Linked DNA regions of Mus musculus: region 1 is linked to region 2. The links are chromatin contacts, called in public Hi-C maps. All regions are on one chromosome and are shown on one strand. The core of a region is the stretch at or near the end of the contact, and the rest is flanking DNA. Distances in the headings are between cores, read along the strand shown. Region 1 overlaps B230217O12Rik (RIKEN cDNA B230217O12 gene). Region 2 overlaps Ablim1 (actin-binding LIM protein 1).

Region 1 (4,963 bases), core at 983-3,482, 270 kb before region 2:
TTATGTCATGTGCTCTAGATAGCGAGTGATGTCATGTGCTCTAGAAAGAGATAGTGATGTCATGTGCTCTAGAAGGAGAGAGTAATATGATATGCTCTAGAAAGAGGGTGATGTCATGTGCCCTGGAAAGAGTGAGTGATATCGTGTGCTCTAGGATGAGATAGTGATGTCATGTGCTCTAGAAAGGGAGTGATGTAATGTGCTCTAGAAAGATGTAGGAAGCCGCCCTCACATTCGCCGTTGCAAGATGGCGCTGACATCCTGTGTTCTAAGTGGTAAACAAATAATCTGCGCATGTGCCAAGGGTAGTTTTCCACCCCATGTGCTCTGCCTTCCCCGTGACGACAACTCGGCCGATGGGCTGCAGCCAATCAGGGAGTAATACGTCCTAGGTGGAGAATAATTCTCCTTAAAAAGGGACGGGGTTTCGCCATTCTCCCCTTTGCTCTCTTGCTTTTGCTTTTGCACTCTTGCTTTTGCTCTTGCGCTCTTGCGCTCTGGCTCCTAAAGATGTAAGCAATAGAGCTCTTGCTCTGGCTCTTGCTTCTTGCTCCTAAAGATGTAAGCAATGGAGCTCTTGCTCTCTTGCACTCTTGCTCCTGAAGATGTAAGCAATAAAGCTTTTGCCGCAGAAGATTCAGGTTTGCTGCGTTCTTCCTGGCCGGTCGCGAGAATGCGTGTAAGAGAAAGAGAGTGATGTCATGTGCCCTAGAAAGAGAGAGTGATGTCATATGCTCTAGAGAGAAAATGATGTCATGTGCTCTAGAAAGAGAGTGATGTCATGTGCTCTAGAAAGAGAGAGTGATGTCATATGCTCTAGAAAGAGAGAGTGATGTTTGTGCTCTAGATCATCTGACCATAAAGCAACAGCTAGTTTATAAGTGGTGTCCTATTCTATTTTTCAGCCGTGCCAGTAAGCAAACAGAGAGTCTTGTGCTAGCTCAGTAAGAAACCAGTCACTGAGCTGTATTCCCAAACTGAACACTGATATAAATTAATACTAGTAATTACTCTGTATTTGACTTGTTGATGACAGATAAACTCAATGCTGAGGAGAACATATCCAACTAGACATTCAGGCTAACAGGGGAAGGACAGAACCAGACAGAGATGATAGCTACGTAATTTTGAGCAAGAATTGACACCACAGTCTGGTTCGCTTTCCAACAGCCATTTTGTCATGTGAATTTTACCTCAACAAGAAGTAAAGTAGGTGACCATGTGACCATGCCATACTGTTGTGGGACTTTCTTCAGTGGCCTTCAGTACTGTACCTGCTTGTCTGTAACAGAAAGCACAAGCCTGCCACTTGAAATCTGTCCATGAGAGTGAGGGTTTTTTTTAAGCCACTGTTCAGGCAGTGACCTGCCAAAGCAATGGCCTCTGAAAATCTAATCTGAGGGTGGAGGACTGGGGAGCTGGCTCAGTCCTCAAAGGCTGGCAGTGTAAGAGTGAGGCCTGGGCTGGACCTGCATCAAAAGCTGGGCACAATGACGTCACACACAATCCCAGTGCTGCAGAGGGAGACAGGTGGGAATAACTGGATCACTGAAGTTCACTGTAGCTAGACTAACTGCAGCAGGTTCCCAGGCAATGTGAGAGGCCTGCCTGCCTCAAAAGCAGTGGCTGAGAATGACTTAAGTTCCTCAAGGATGACCTCTGACCTACACACACGCACACACACACAGAAGCTCACATATACATGAGTATATTCACATACGTGATCACATGCACACACACATCCACACTCACATGTACACATTCATGCACTCACATATATATACACACACAGAAACACACACACACATGAGCACATGCACACACACACATGCATGCATGCAAACACACAAAATCTGATTTGAAGTGCAAATAAAGTAAAGACTGGAGGGACGTGACAAAAAAATCGGTGGGACGGTGTTCTAGACATCCCGACAAGGTGACCCATCTCTTGGGATGACTTGATCGGAGAATTGGAAGAACAGAGGGTTCTTATGATAGCACAAGAGACTGAGTTTCCTCTAATAAAGTTAAGTAATTTTGGTGGTGAGCAATTCAGGGGCTGAGGTGGAGCAAATAGGCAGAGACAGAGAAGTCAGGAACAGAAAGCTTTGGGGCAGGAAGGACCGACCACAAGGACTCTGAAGCACTTGGCAGGATAGACGTGGACTGAGGGCAGCTGTAGGCCAGGTGGATGTCAGGGAGCTAGCGGAAGGATGTGGCCAGGAAGTGTATAAATGGCAGTGTTTAGGGGGCTGTGGTTGGTACAGTCAAAGGGCTCAAAGGCAAAAGTCATAGGGATCTTTACAGGAGAGCAGGAAGGTGAGTCTAGTGGTGGCATGGCGGGGGGGAGGGTGAGAGGGCACCAACCAGAAAGGTCACGTGACTCAGACTTCACTCTGCAGCAGAGAAAACTGAGGAAGAAAGGACATTAGCTAACCCCTGAGATGTCCTCAATGCTCCCTGCCTGCAGATGCTCACAATCTTCCCACAGGGTACCAGGATCTGCTTGTGGAAGGTAGAACACAACAGAACCGATGCTATATTGCATGTAAGACTGGACTATGCTGTTGCAGGCTCTATCTGGTTGTTCTGTTATCAGTTTTGGGAGAAGACAGCTGCCACAGCTTAAGGCAGTCTAAGGACAGGCCCCTAGGGTAAGGAACTGAAGTTCTTGATGGGTTTGTGAGGGACCTTAGCAGTAGTCTCCAGCCCAAACCAGCCTTCAGATGACAGAATGCTATCTCATGGCTCCTTTGGCATCTCTTGAGACTCCCTGAGGAGACCAACTTAGATGCAGCTGAGCCAACCTACAGAAATCGGGAGATTATACACACTGCTTGTCCTAATCTGTTACATTTGGAGCAACTTGTTACGCAGCAATGGATAAATAAGAGTTGTCGTCATTTATGCAAAACCACAAGGCTGATTAGCAGTCAGTTTGAAGTGGGTTCCTAACTCTCAATGTTCTGTTAAAACACACCTTGTCCCAGTGTATATCCAAAGGGCCTCTCTTTCCAGTGATGGCCATCTTTTGATACATATGCAGCTAGAGACAAGAGCTCCGGGGTACTGGTTAGTTCATATTGTTGTTCCACCTATAGAATTGCAGATCCCTTTAGCTCCTTGGGTACTTTCTCTAGCTCCTCCATTGGGGGCCGTGTGATCCATCCAATAGCTGACTGTGAGCATCCACTTCTGTGTTTGCTAGGCCCCAGCATAGTCTCACAAGACAGCTACATCTGGGTCCTTTCAGCAAAATCTTGCTAGTGTATGCAATGGTGTCAGCGTTTGGAAGCTGATTATGGGATGGATCCCTGGATATGGCAATCACTAGATGGTCTATCCTTTCATCACAGCTCCAAATTTTGTCTCTGTAACTCCTTCCATGGGTGTTTTGTTCCCAATTCTAAGAAGGGGCAAAGTGTCCACACTTTGGTCTTCGTTCTTCTTGAGTTTCATGCGTTTAGCAGGTTCTGCTTTTTTCATAGGCAAAGAAAAGAAATTGCTGTTCCATGCTTCCTCCAGGAATACAGAGGGCGACCTGGAAGTATAAGTCTTTTCTGTGCCCCCACCAGAGTCACACGTAAGCATTTCTAAAGGATTCGGATTAACGCAATGTGTGTAGTCGCTCACCGGTAAAACCAGAAAAGCAGTTCTACTTAGCTTTTTACTCACCGCCGGGCTGGAATGGGTTCATGTAGCCAGGTACTTACTAGGCCTTTAACATTCTTCAGTTAGGTTCTGACCTTCCTGGGCAGTGAATCAATGATTGGGTCTAGTGTCTGCATTTCTGCCTGTGATCTTTCTAAACGCAGTATTCAGTGAAAGGCAGATTGCCAAAAAGGCACTTTGTGGCTCCGGTTTCTATGTCATAGCGTCTGCAATTTGTATGAGGACGATCGTTATGCCAGAGAAAGGTCTCCAGCTCCTGTGACCCTTTGACTTCTAACTTGGATCTCAGGTGTTAAAGCAACCGTGCAATTATACCTCAGTAGCTTGTCCTGCCTTAAGAACACAGCTGGAAGCAGACTGCCTTTAAGATGCTTATCTTAGTACCCACAGGGTACAGAGGTTGGCAATAGATGACTCTACAATGATGACCATACGGGAAGTACTGATTGGACTCAGTGTGTGTGGTGATTTGAATGAGAAATGTCCCCCACAGCTTCAGGCATTTGGTCACCCGTTGGTGGCACTTTTGGGGTAGCTTTAGGTGGTGAAGCCTTCCTTGCTGGAGGAAGTCTGTCACTGGGGGCAGGTGGGCTTTGGGATTAAAAGCGTCAGACACTTCTTCCAGTCATCTTCTTTGCTTTGTGGTTGTGGTTGTGCTTGTGGCTGAAGATTCAAACTCTCCGCTTCGAGCTCCTGCCGCCAAGCCTCCTCACCACATGCAATGCACTCTTAGCCCTCTGGAACCAGACAATCCCAGGTGAGCCCTTCCTCCTATAAGTTGCCTTGATTGGGGTGTTTGTGTCACAGCACAGAAAAGAAACTAACCCCGTGGGCTTATTTTTTTCCAAGTGGTTAAGAAGTTGGAAAGGGGGCATGGTGGAGGGTCCTGGAGGAATTGGAGGCAGACAGTGGTGGACAGATACAATCAAATTGCATTGTATGTGCCGATGAGTTCTCAAAGAATGAAAACGCTACATAGAAAAGAATGGGACTACAGAAGTAGCACCAGCAGGCTAGCTTCAACTAGAGCATGCGTGTTTTAAAAGTACACTTCAGGATGCTTAAGGATCTGACCTCCTTCAATCTCACCAGATTCAGACGTGTGCCCATTGTTCCTCATTACAGCTGGTGACTTAATTTGCTGTCACATAGTCTCAGCTCTAGAAGAGTCTTAAATGTTTTCCTGTTTGTTTGTTTGTTTCCTAACTGTGCTGAAAGAAAGAAAAAAAAAAGAAAGGAAGACAGGAAAAAAGAAAAATATGTGTCAGCCTTCCCTGAAATCACTTATGGT
Region 2 (5,517 bases), core at 2,413-4,912:
GGAAGGCAAACTAGTAACAAAAACTGCTGACCAGTGAGTTAATGAATCCAGTTCATGCCAGGTTGCCAGGGGACACGGGCATCTGAGTTGAAGTGAGTAATGTAGGCTAAACATGCACAATGTGGGTCACCTCTAGGATTTAGACACCATCCAGTGAGGGACACTGGAGGTAATAATAAGGGCTTTTGAAGAGACAGCGCTCAGGAAATGAGGGCTTCCAGGTTGAAGTGAGTTTTGATTCGGGTGGTAGTGTGCTACATACTGGAGAACTGGGCCTGTCAGGCACCGTCTTGGTCACAGTGCCGAACCTTGTAGCCATTAGGGGGGAAAAAACATAGCTGGAAAAATAGGATGGCTTTGGTTTGGTTTTTGGTTTATATATATATTTTTTGTGGTGTTTGTTTTAATAATAAGATGATGATTTATAACAAATACTAGATGTTTCTAATTGAATGTCAATTTCTGGAGGCTGAGGCAGGATTTTTGAGAGGAAAAGTATCAGCTCGGGGTCCCCAAGACCGAGTTCTCAGCACAGAGGAGATTTATTTGACCCAGAGGGACAAAGATGCAGGGAATAAAAGACAAAGACAGGAGGTAGAAGAATAGGAGAGGGGGCAGGGATATTTATCCTGGAGGACAAATGTCTGCCTCTGGATAGAGAGGAAACTGACATGGCCCATAGGCAAATGGCAATTTATAAAAGATAACCAGGAAGCCCCACATTAGGATGGACTGTTTAATTTTAATAGAGTGTGTTAATTAGGGCAGCCTAAGGGAGCTTTTGCTGGGCTTCAATACTTTGATAGCTGAACCTCCCTGGTCAGCCTCAAACGGAGGAAGTGGCTAAATAAGGGAGTATAGACTGTGGTGGATCACTTTAGGAATGTAATCTGGTGATTTTTAGCAAGGCAGAGGGCAAGGCTTGCCAGAGCCATGTTTGTGAGCTGGCTAGAGTCTCTTCAAGAATTATACATGCAAGGCCAGCCTGGGCAACTTAGGCTCCTTCTCAAAATATAAGATAGGCGAGGGTTTGGAAGCAGAGCACTTGCCTAGTGTGCACGAGCTGTTACTTCAATTCCAGGACCAATAAGATTCAATACAATCAAATAAAATGATAAAATAAGTTCTTAACATTTAGGATAAAACCTCCAAAGATGATTGTTCAGCTTTAAAAAATAATTTTACCATCATAAAGGAAAATAATTGCCATGAGGTGAACCAGTCTACAATGGCAAAAAACAGTGTCCTTCAAGCCTTGAGCAGAGTCCATGGGACAGCAAACCCAGAACCATTTGGCAGACAGCACATGGTGTTAAATGCTAGGGATGAGCCACGGGTAAAAGTCACTGTGTATGAAGGGATCGGAGTCCCTCCACAGGGTCCTCAAGGAAGAGGGCACTGACAGCTGCAGGCAGGAAAGCACCCATAACTGTGACAGGTCTTCCGACAAGCCGGGACACATTTGACTTTTTAAGTTCTGTAGCTGCAGCCAGTGCCAGATAGCCCTGTCTATGCATCTCACACGTGAAGAGAATATTCTCAGTAGGTATGGAACACAGGTAACTCCGCCCCTTAGGATCAGAGACCAGGCGCAACGTCTGGGAAATATTGACCACCTACATATGCCTGGCCAAGCGCCTGGAGCTGTCTGCCTCCGCTCTCACTCAGCCCTGGAGACGTAATTGTCCGGAGTTCTGCCTTCCTAGGTCACCCAAGTTGAAAAGTTGAAGAGCAAAGTTTTTAAAAAAGAAAGACTTGTGTCGCCAGGATTTAAAAGAGCGACTTGATTCCAGAAGCAGACTTTAACCTCCATATGTTACGTGTAGCTGTATTTTGTCCAGTGTAAAGGAGGTAAGGATGGGAAGTCATGTGACCTCCCGACCAATGAAGAGACCCCATCTCAAAGGAGGCTGACAACATTCCTGTAGATGATGCCTGAGGTTGTCCTCTGGCCTTCATATGAACACATACATGTGTCACACACATACATACACACACATATACACACATGCAAACACATTTGCATGTGTATTATCCCTTCACACATACATGCTCACACACACACATACACACATACACACATACACACATACATCCTAAAAACACATTTGCATGTGCATTAGCGCCATACACACACACACACGTACACATTCATGTGTGTGTTGCTTTGTTCGACCCTTATGAGGGGCAACATCTTTTTTTTTTTTTTAGGAGCCCGTATTTTGCTTGTGCCATGTCTGTATTTGGGCTAGGAAATGGAACTTGAAACCAGACATATTTGGGCAATGTTAGGAAATTCAGGATATTTCTCAGTGAAATTCATTGTTCCTGGTGACCTGTCAGTCTAGTCACAATTAGAGGAATGCACGGGTTCATACCAGGTGTTGGGGAGAAAACTCAGCTTGTCCAGTCAGACATACCTCCTCCTGGCTGTGCTGTGATTTCTCCTGCCACCTCTACTCAGCTATTTCAGAAGTCCCAGACAACCAGAGACTAGCAGCTTACAGCCTCTGGCAGGCCCTGCCTTTCATAGTGAGTCCAACCACTGCTGCCCTGAGCTGGCCCGGTTGTCTTTGTGGTCCCTGCTTCAGACATGAGCTACTCAGTGCCCTGAGTCCAAGTTCTTGTGGGCTCTTTCTGTCCTATTCGAGGCACTGAACTGAAGTCGACTGTATCAGAGAGGAAAGGGGCCTGTTCCTAGTTTAGCTTTATAGGTGTTACTCCCCAGGAAGTAGTACATAGACAAGAGGAAGACTTTCATGAGGGCTTTGCTTTCTTTATAGAATGTTCCAGAACATGCCAACCAGAGATAAAAAGCCATTGATCCTGCTTTGTACCTCCTCTTCCTGCCCCATACCCAGCCTCTTCCATCTTTCCAGAGGCTCATCACCCCCGCCACACACACACACACATACACCCACCACAGGGACTCTGATTACACTCAACCCATGTAATAAACCTGAGTATACACTTACCATTAAAGGATAGCTTGTTTCTTCTTCCAAGTATTTATATCTCTGCGCACTGTTTCTCTAATAAAGGGGGATCCAGGGCAATGTGAGGAAATCAACCAACTTCTCATTAGGAGTTAATTCACGAAGGAAAAATTAGGGTTGACGATGAGAGACAACAGCAAGGGGAATGGTCTGTGGGCTGAGGAAGAAGTGGGAGGCCTCTGAGGGGGTGAGTTCAAGGTTGGAGGAAGAAAAGGAACCAACCAAGGAAAGTTGGTGGAAAGAGCGAGTCAGGCTGTGAATCAGCCAGGATAAAAGGCTGGAGGCAGGGACACAAGGCCTGCTCTTGAGAGGGCAGGTGATAAATGACAAGGAAGAAGGAGACTGGGACCTGATACTGAGGCCCCAGCAGCTGTGATTTCACACTAAATTGGCCACCGAGGCAAAATCAGCACTGTGACAAGGAACCAGGTTCCACAAAGGTTTCTCTCTTGAAATAATCCCCATGGTGCCAAGAGGACAGAAGGAGGGCAGAGGTGAGCAGGAAGCCCGTGAGAGGCAAGGAAAGCCCAGGGTGTGCTCTGCTGTGGTTCTGAAGACTAGAGCTGGTGACTGGAGCTGGGACACTGGGCTGACATGGAGCTGGACTGAAACGCACAGCTTCAAGATATGCTCTAGTTTCAAGCCCAAGGTTCTGTAAGCGACAAGGAAGTGAAAGGGCCATGAAAGCCACCTGGACATTTCAGGCCCTTTCCTTCAAGGGTATACCTCCTGTCCTACGCCATGCTCACGGGTCTCTCCTTTCTTAGCTGGTTGAGTTTTCCATGAGGCTTGGGTGCCTGGGCTGTTCAGAAGTCTGACAGGCCACTCGCTGTTTATTTTGCAGCCCACCAGGACCTCCTCTGAAAGTATCTATTCTAGACCAGGCTCCAGCATCCCTGGTTCACCAGGCCATACTATCTATGTAAGTATCACTTCCAGAAGGGACACTTGGGGGAGCAGGTGGGTCTGGGATTAGAACCATCGGATGGAGAAGCCAAGAAAGGAAGCTGATCCCCTGGGATCCTGTTAGAAGATCCCAAAGGTGCAGTCACATGGTATAGATAGAGCTTAAAAGCTTGTTGCACCTAACATGTGTGCAGATATTTGGGGGATTAACTGCCCATTTTATAATGCTGCTGCTGATGTTATTAAATTCTGCCACAAAGATATTTACATATTTAGTTTATTCAATATACAGTACTTATATTTAGCTATCTGAAAAGATTTATTGACCATCTCTTTGAGTTTTTTCTCTGTGTTGAGAAACTATTCTGAAGGTTGAAATATTTCTTTATTCACTAAATTCTATACACGCCCATTCTAAGCCATTGATGATATTTTATTTTTAAGCGTGATTAATAGACGCGTTGATTAATAGGGGCATTGATCCTTCCTAAAGGATGTGACATCACGCAGCAAGGCGTTTGGCTTGGTTTAAGAATCCCATTTTAAGCAAGGCCGTAAATGGCACTGAGGATAATTTCTCGACAAACTGAAATAGAGGATTAACTTTTCTCGCTGTTTAACTCTGCCAGGCAAAAGTAGACAATGAAATCCTGGATTACAAGGATTTAGCAGCCATCCCCAAGGTCAAGGCGATCTATGACATCGAGCGTCCAGATCTCATTACCTATGAGCCTTTCTACACATCAGGCTATGAGGACAAGCAGGAGAGACAGAGCCTTGGAGAGGTAATGGATTCCCAGGGATTGCAAACAATATGGCCATCCAGTGTCCCGTTTCACTCACCTCTAATAAGAACCACTGTTTGGGACTAAGCTATGTCAGACTTTGCCGACACTCTGAAGGGCTCTGTACCTGGTGATGTGAGGGACTCAGAACCTATCCCATGACCTCCTAAACGAGGGTACAGAGAGGTAAGAAATTAGCCGTTTGGGCCTGAGGTTGCATGCGTGTGCGTGCGTGCGTGCGTGCGTGCGTGCGTGTGTGTGTGTGTGTTGGGGGCAGGTTGTTAAGGGAAGGAGGTCATACATAGGGTATCTTGGACTTCAGATAACTTGGAAGTACATTTCTAGGGATCATGAGATGTAAGACCTCACCCTTAAATTTAAGCAGCTTCAGTTTCTGACATGTTAATGGAGGATGAATGGAGGGGAAGGCGGTATGGCTGAGCAGATAGCTGGGGTTCCTTGAATGGATTACTGGGTTTCAACCGAAGGTGTTAGCACATGCTGGTTTCGATTGTCATGTGACAGTCACCGTGATCCCAGTCCCTTCATCGGGAAAATAGGGTAATGACAATCAGCTCCTTGGAGATGCTTATATGGATTCAAGAAACTGAAGAGCAACGAGGAGGGGCAGACTTGCACATGCTCAGTGAGGAGGGGCAAACTTGCACATGCTCAGTGAGGAGGGGCAAACTTGCACATGCTCAGTGTGGCTGTGGCCCCTGCTGTGGCCCTGTCTACGGCTCACTACAGCTCAGTGTGCAGGCCTGACCCTCTGCTGGGCCAGAGTTTCTCAGCCTAGAGGGCTCTCTCCCCTGTGCTAGCTCCTAGGG

The links. A called contact is a pair of places that touch in the nucleus more often than the background predicts.
Region 1: a contact with region 2 is called in a Hi-C map of B cells, with 4 times the contacts expected there. The contact joins two enhancer-like sites. A contact is called at or near these places in 1 of 39 promoter capture datasets (the HPC-7 cell line), 1 of 15 datasets of contacts at CTCF or cohesin (large pre-B cells), 43 of 484 Hi-C or Micro-C datasets (the 3T3-L1 cell line, 3T3-L1-derived adipocytes, the AML12 cell line and 30 more), 7 of 115 datasets of contacts at active chromatin or transcription factors (the 230-238 cell line, embryonic forebrain, embryonic midbrain and 4 more) and 2 of 9 other capture datasets (embryonic stem cells and embryonic tail).

Annotation. Positions count from the first base shown.
Region 1 is chr19:57,341,315-57,346,277 of GRCm38.p6, reverse strand. The region is part of intron 1 of B230217O12Rik (RIKEN cDNA B230217O12 gene); the gene reads left to right. Among named protein-coding and RNA genes, the nearest start is that of B230217O12Rik, 17 kb to the left of the region's middle. Within about 2 kb of position 2,232, at least 64 of the 459 cell types and tissues checked have an H3K27ac peak or open chromatin away from gene starts, as enhancers often do. A contact at or near this core is called in B cells, where this site is marked.
Region 2 is chr19:57,067,261-57,072,777 of GRCm38.p6, reverse strand. It overlaps Ablim1 (actin-binding LIM protein 1), which reads left to right. Exons shown (of 26, transcript NM_178688.4): 11 at 3,841-3,918; 12 at 4,532-4,687. Among named protein-coding and RNA genes, the nearest start is that of Afap1l2, 61 kb to the right of the region's middle. Within about 2 kb of position 3,662, at least 11 of the 459 cell types and tissues checked have an H3K27ac peak or open chromatin away from gene starts, as enhancers often do. A contact at or near this core is called in B cells, where this site is marked.